Linked DNA regions of Siniperca chuatsi: region 1 is linked to region 2. Evidence: chromatin contacts called from public Hi-C data. All regions are on one chromosome and are shown on one strand. Each heading gives the region's core, a stretch centred on a gene start, on an enhancer-like site or on the middle of the called end of the contact. The rest is flanking DNA. Distances are from core to core; before and after follow the strand shown.

Region 1 (3,701 bases), core at 1,049-3,548, 35 kb before region 2:
ACAACAATTTAAAAATTCTCACTTTCAAGCAAAAGTCCTTCATTCAAAATTCTGCTTAAGTAAAAGTACAGAAATATTATCAGCAAAATGTGCTTAAAGCATCAAAAGTAGAAGGAAAATTAATCGTCATTATTAGAAATTTATATTCATGTTTTGGACTTTTCACTATTTTAATAAAATAATAAAACAATCAGAGAAGTTTAGAGGGGAGATGTGGTGTTGGTGGGACTGCCAAGAAGAAGCATGACAAGGGCCCCAACCAGACACTGCTTTGTAGTAATGGGTCACAAGCCAAAAAGGTTGGGAGCCACTAATCTGTGTCAATACATTGTACTGTGCAATAATAAGGTTGTGCAATGTTTTGTATGTAAACTCTTAGTCTAAAAAGTAACTACAACTGTCAGATAAATGTAGTGAAGTAAAAAGTACAATATTTCCCTCTGACATGTAGTGGAGCAGAATTATAGTAGCAGAGTAGCAAGTACCTCTAAAATGTAAATAAGTACAGTACTTGAGTATGTACTTTGTTACATTCCGTAGTTCCTATAAAAGGAGAACCACCTCAACCAGGTATATTAAAATGCTGCTTACATGTTAATGCATCAATAATAATAAATAAAATTAATATAACTTATAGGATAATTTAACACTCTAAACGGGGGTCATTCTGCATAGTGAGTACTTTTTTTTTTATTTTTGATATTTTTGGCACATTAAACTGACCACACCGTACTTTCACCTAGGTAAAATTTTGAATGCATACTTGTGATGGAGTAATTTTTACATTGTGGTATTACTACTTTTAAGAATCCAAGTACTTCATTCATAACTTCAAATGAAAAGTGTCAACTTCATTACAACAACTAACTGTAGCTAAGTGTTTTACATGTCTTCAAAGTAAAACACAGCCTTAATTCTAACTTTAAACAACTTGTTTCCTAACCTAATCTGCTGACAGTTTCCGGACTATCAAGAATAATTTCAAGAGAAATACTTCTCAATCCACTTCCATATAGTTGTCAGATAGTTGACACCTAAAGACACCCATCTGATTCAGCTGTCTGCTGAAACTCTTCTTGACTGTCCGGTGATGCACTTAAAAATCATTGCTGAGTGTCAACAGTAGGCTGTCAAAATCATGTGATACTCAAAAGAGTTTTATGATTTATGTGCAATAAATCATGACAAAAGCCAGTGCACTTCAATAACCTTTATTTAGATTACAGATGTATTCCATTTTGAAGTTTGGAGGGGGGAGAGGGAGCATTAGTGCTATTTACAATTGGTTTGAAAACGTTTATCTCTGTACAGATTTGAACCCTGATCAATATAAACAATATTTTTTAAGACCTAGTGCTGTTACAAAGCAATTCTTTAAAGCAAAAAAACAAAGAAAAAGGATTACATTAAATTATAAACAAATGAAAAAAATAATAATAAAAGAGCACAGAAAGAAAGAAAATAAAAATACAGTCTGTCGATGATTAGGGAGGTTTTGCTGCTGTTAAGCACAAGACATTGTCAGCGAGTGACTGTGAACTGGCTAGAAGCTAACCGTACGCACAATCATAGACTAAACACCAATATACTGCATATCAACAAGATCTAGAGTCATCATGATCTATATAAGATTCATATTAAATATATTCTACACGTTACCTTAGTTTGGAACATTACTTCCATTGGAAAAATATAAAATAAAACAATAAAACTTTTTATACATTTTTATTAATCTGATGAAGGAGCACATGCTTCAGTTGTGCAAAATGGATTTATTAATGCAGAGAGAGATAATTAAGAAGAGAGTAATAAGCGAATTAAAACAAATAGGGAACATTTTCATTCCAAGTTCATTTCCCTGCTTGGACAGCTACTGTCAAGAGAGAGATCCTTCACAACACTGTTAAAAAAAAGGAGCATAATGAGGGATGGTGCATTGTGGAGGACTGACATGACGTTTTATTAATCACAACACTGGTCGGTCAGTAAAATACATGGACTGTCAAAACACAGTCACAAATGTCATGGACAAACAAATAACCAAAACAAGACCACTGCCACTGGTTGTTTGTCTATTTGTTTGTTTGTTAGGCTTTGTTTGGCTAAAATATGACGACTGAAAGAGTAGGGTGTGGGCGGTCTGTACAGCGCTCTGCAGACAAAAAGGAATAATTTCTCTCTTGTGACCCTTCAGGGCACATGCAGAGGAGGGCAGTAAAAAGGACACAGGTGTGTATATGTGTGTGTCTGTGTGTGTGTCCTAGTTTGAGTTCTCTGATCAGGCACGTCTAAGCTTTGTCTGCTGCACTGAGGGAGATCACACAAGCACATATGGTTGGATGTGTAGACAGGGAATATATATATGTGTGTGTGTGTGTGTGTGTGTGTGTGTGTGTGTGTGTGTGTGTGTGTGTGTGTGTGTGTGTATGTTGTTAGTGGTTCAAATTCTCAGCGGTCTGTATGAGAAAAGAAGGCCACACACACGAACTTGGGCACTGCATTACCATGACAACTAGCTAGAATGAGGAGCCAGTAAGAAACTGACTTAACAAACCGGCTGAGGAGGGCTAGACAGGGTGTATATGTCTATTGTGTGTGTGTGTGTGTGTGTGTGTACGTGTATGTTTGTGTGCATGTACATGGCAGAAGGCTTAAAAAGGTACGCATTAAGAAAAAAAAAACACATGCAAATCCAGTTTCTTCCTTTGATTTTCAGTTATGACAAAAAATCAAGTACAACAAAGGAATCAACTCTATCGTTAATCAATTTCCTGCTCCAAACTCTGTGTCCTGGATGACCCTGTCTACTTTCTATGTCTGTGTGAGAGAGGAGGGGTGGGGAAGAGAGTGTGTGTTTGTCTGTATGCATATCCACATTGTTGACAGCCTCCAGGACAGGGGACAAAGCTCATTACAGTAGGTTCAGGATGTTGAGGGCAAGAATGGATGAGAAGGATGGAGGGCCGACAGCGGAGGTGTGTATTTACAGAATGATGCAGCAGTTACTCTCCCCGGTCTTCTCTCGATTCCTCTGACCTGGGAACACACACACACACACACACACACACACAAAAAAACATCATCATCAAGACAAACACTGATCCTACACAGTCAGAGAGGTACCCGCTAAATATATATGATGAGATAGAATTTCAAAACTTTTTACATGTGACAAGACTAAAATCAACTCCATTAAATGTGATCTGAGGCCAGATTCACAAGGGCCGTCTGGCAAAAGAAGTTTAACCTGACACTAAACTTTTGCCAATGCAACTCGACATCATCCAACAAAGTGTTATGTTGACCAATCACCATTACTTTGTAACATGAAAGCCGCATTTCTACTGTTCCACTGTGCAGCATTTTAGTGTCTGATAATCCTTCAAACTCGTCGATCTGTTTACTGAAACTGGACTTCCTGGATAGTATTTTTCGTGTCTCACCTGTACCTGAAGCAACAGGCCCACTTGGTTTTGCTTTTAGACAAGTTTAACTTAAATGGTGTCATAAAAATAAAGACTGAATGCTAAAAGGTCTACCACCGAACCTCCAGCCAATACCAAGAATTAAGAGCTTTGTTTCTATTTTAAGCATCTATTGTCACTTCCTTATAACTGACAAAAGAGAGAAAACATGGCTCTATTAGTGTTTTACCTGCTATTTCTTCACATATAACTGAACTTTGCCTTGTCGTTGTTGTT
Region 2 (3,909 bases), core at 364-2,863:
ATTACTGATGAAACAATTATTTTTCCATTTACTCTATAAAATATTAGTTAATACTGAAAGAATTCCCCAGAGCTCAAGTTCACATCTTCAAATTGTTTGTTTTGTCTCACCAACAGTCTGAAACCAAAACGTATTCAATTTACAGACATATAAAACAGAGAAAAGCAGCAAATCCTCACATTTCAAAAGCTGGAACCAGCTAATGTTTGGCATTTTTGCTTGATAAATGACTACTCAATTATCAAAATTGGCAATTAATTTCGATCGACTAATGATATATCGTTCAATCGTTTCATCTTTAGTGAACATCGAGTCTGCATTAATTTTTATTAAACTTGCATTATCATCATGAGGCAATTCAGTGCAAACTTTTCAAATCTGTCTGGGCATTAAATGCCTTACCGCACAACGATACTGTGACACACAACAGTGAATGCACTATTGATCGCTGCAGAACATAAAGATGTTTCGAGTGTGTGCGTATAGAGTTTCATCCTATAGACAAATCAATGGGAGCCAATGGCTTCCTGGAACTATAGGAAAAAGACATTTTTAAAAAAAATCTAAAACACGTATTTTAAAAATGGTCAGCAAAAATGTAAAGGTTCAGGCTACATGAGTTACAGTTAAGGAAGTAAAACTTGCCACAGTTTCCTTCCCAAGGTGCAGTGGAGATCCACAAACCCAACTGTGGGAACCACTAGGATGTATAGTTCACAATCACTGTCGTACTGGGCCTCTACAGCGATGATCTCAACACTGTGAAGAAATCAACTTAATGAAACCAGAAGCCTTGAATGGCGCGATGACCCGCTTTTTTTTTTTTTTTTTTTTGTTCAAACTAACCTAATGGGAATAAATGGATGTAAATGGTAAAGTGTGAAAAACTGACAGTAAATTCTCTCACCATGTCCGCTGGGGTGCTGCCCGTCATCGTGAAGGTTTTCCCGGTCCTTGGAGGGGTTCACACACACACACACACACACACACACACACGCACGCACGCACACACGAGACAAGGACACAAATATTTCCTCTTTTCGTCTCCCTTGTAACAGCTCTCACAAACACGTCGTTGTTGGGTTTACGGCCGGGAAACAAAAACACAATTTATTCCTGGTGACTTGCTCTCTCCACAGTCACAACACTGAGATTGTCAAGACGTGTTACTGCGCGTCTTCCTCTCTATTGCACAATCATTTCGTTGATCATTTCCCACACAAATTGGTCAATTTGGAAGTATAGTTAATGTTAGTGGGATAAGCTGTCGACCCGAGGGCCTCTTCGGACCCTCCAAACATCAAGAATATCCTGCTTAAGAAAAGGTGCCTACGCCATGCGAAAAACCAAATACTGCTGGCACATCCGGACACGGATCTTTTTCTCTCTTGGTGAAAAAGATAAAATAATATCCGCAAGGTTAACAGTTACCGTCCTCTTATAAACTCAAACACACTTGGTACAAACACGCGTCACACGGCGAAATCTGTCGGTCCTTCGCTTTAACACGGGAGTTTGTGATGATTGTTGTTAATGTTGCAGACTGCGCTGCCGTACCTTTACGACCCGTTCAGCTCAGCTGTCATCCTGCTTCAGGAACTAACATCAAGCGAGCAACGGGAAATCCCACGGGACTTCCGGTTACACATTTCAAAATAAAACATGCATTGTGCGCAGTATACGCATTTCTTTTTCTTTTTGGTCGTTTTATTACAAGGGCGTATGTTTCAGAATGTGTGTTTCACAATAAAGTCAGAAGTTTTCAACTAAAAGAAGCACATGAATGCTACTTCCTAAATGTAGGCTATGTACATATATCAATCTAGTGGACAATACACTCTGAATGAAATTGGTTATCGTGCTTTCCTACTACAAAGAGCATGGTGCTCTGTTTCTTTACCTTTGATTGGTGTCTCAGGTGAACATTAACTGTAAATAAAAACATAGATTAAATTATTTTTTACACTCGAAAAACACACAGAGCTTGATAGTCAAACAACACAGTTTAGGAGATTTTAGTGAGGAAATCAAAAGGAAACTGTTAAACATAGAATATCACACCCATCCCCAGTTGAAATTACACCCTTCTTTACATATTTGACTTAACACATAACAGTTATATATGTGCATGTATACAGCAGAGGGGGGAAATGGGTTTAAAAAAAACACAGCAGAGAAATTAATTTGCAAGACATGATTTAAATCCTTTGCTTTTCCTACTGTGACAGTCAAAATGTCTTCAATTCAAAAGGCCTATACTTTTAAGTACTTGCTATGGTTGACACATAGGCTAATGCTTGGTCATTATTATTCAATACATGATAATTTCCAAATTAAAATCATTTTTTTTGTTAATTTCAAGAGTCTTGTAGTAGTATAAGTGTAATTATAGTTAGAAAAGTATGATATAGGAAAAAAGTATAATGTTATCGTTATTATTATATAGTATGTTTTTTGGCACCCTAATCAAAACATTTTGGTTGATATCTAGCCTACAAATAATAGATTTTTTAACTGAATTTGCTAGCATCCTTTAGGTTTTTTTAGAGGTTTAATTTAGTTTCATTTTAAGTTTTATTTTGAATTTAAACTTACTTTATATCCGGGTTTAATGTTTCTAAATGTGCTGCTTGATGCAGCCCCTTTAAGAACATGGCGGCAGTCCCCACATTGGGGGGTGGAACAGAGGGGAGAGTGCTGGAAGCAGTGGGAGCGTGAGTGGGAGAGAGTTCAGCTTGGAGGAGGAATGACTGCACACACATCCTGAGAAACAAGCATGGAGGGAGGGTTTCCTTCTTGTAAAAAAGAGACACAGAGAAAAGAGGGTGTAGAAATTCAGAATATCTGGGAAGGTCAAAGGTCAGAGTCAGCTGCAGAAGAGCACTGCTAGAGCTGGATTTAATGTCTTTCAACCGGAGTCTTCTTGGATTCACAGTAGTACTCATAACTCAACTGTTTTACTAACAGTTTCATTTGCAGTCATGCATGGTGATAGTTGGTCCATTTGAAGTGAGCTGTGACTTAGAGAATAAGACAAGTCAAGTGACAAGTCATCCTTCTGTAATGACTTAATCAATAAATTAGCCACTCAGTATCCAGGATTGCTGTCATGGAGGGTGAAGAATGTCTTGCAAAGCTGAAACAATATTATAATGGCCTTTATTAAGCAGCACAAGGGATTTTGGGGGGTGAAATACTGGTTTTACTGTGTATATAGGCTACAGTAACATATGTAGTATGTATTACATATATTACATACAGTATATAGTAAGTATTATTATAATAAAGAGTTGGAAAAAGACATGACAGTGTCATAATATGGTTGTGGGGTTATTTATAGCATGCATCTAATACATCTGCCTTGTGTGCGCGCCTGTGTGCGTGTGTGTGCGTGTGTGTTGGGGGCTGTTTCTGTCAGATGTCGAGATGCGTATCGGCAGCAGGTCTGTCCTTTCTCTGGTGGACTGAGTGAAATCCATTGTGGCATCAGGAGTGGCTTTTTCTCTGAGATCTACAGGATTAACTACCTAATCTCCCCACCATAAAGGGAGAGTGGAGAGGGGGTAGTGGGTCTGACATACACACACACACACGCACACACAGAAAAGTGTAAGCATGTCTGCACAAACACAGTGAGGTGTGAATGTGTTTTTGTTGGCTGTGTTTTCAAAATTAAGGTCAGTGTCTGATTTTCAGCTAGTGAGCCAAGTAGAGCAGCAAGTAATGATTACTGTCTATTCATCTCTTGATTATTTGCTAATTGATTGATAACAAAATGATAAAATGTCAAAAAATACTGAAAAATGTCCACAATTTCCCAAGACTCAAAGTAACCAACGATCTCAAACCAAAGGTATAGTGAGTGTGATGATATAAAACAGAAATTAAGAGCAATTTGTCACATTCGAG

The links. A called contact is a pair of places that touch in the nucleus more often than the background predicts.
Region 1: a Hi-C map of liver shows a contact between it and region 2, with 4 times the contacts expected there. The contact joins the enhancer-like site here to the promoter of ubl3a in region 2. A contact is called at or near these places in 3 of 3 Hi-C or Micro-C datasets (liver, skeletal muscle and an unstated tissue).

What each region holds. Positions count from the first base shown.
Region 1 is chrLG14:15,604,973-15,608,673 of ASM2008510v1, reverse strand. It overlaps ubl3a (ubiquitin-like protein 3a), which reads right to left. Exons shown (of 5, transcript XM_044222167.1): 5 at 1,196-3,036. The coding sequence ends at 2,984. Among protein-coding and RNA genes, the nearest start is that of LOC122888132, 17 kb to the left of the region's middle. Within about 2 kb of position 2,298, the one cell type or tissue checked has an H3K27ac peak away from gene starts, as active enhancers do. A contact at or near this core is called in liver, where this site is marked.
Region 2 is chrLG14:15,569,555-15,573,463 of ASM2008510v1, reverse strand. It overlaps ubl3a (ubiquitin-like protein 3a), which reads right to left and starts at 1,613. Exons shown (of 5, transcript XM_044222167.1): 1 at 908-1,613. The coding sequence starts at 934.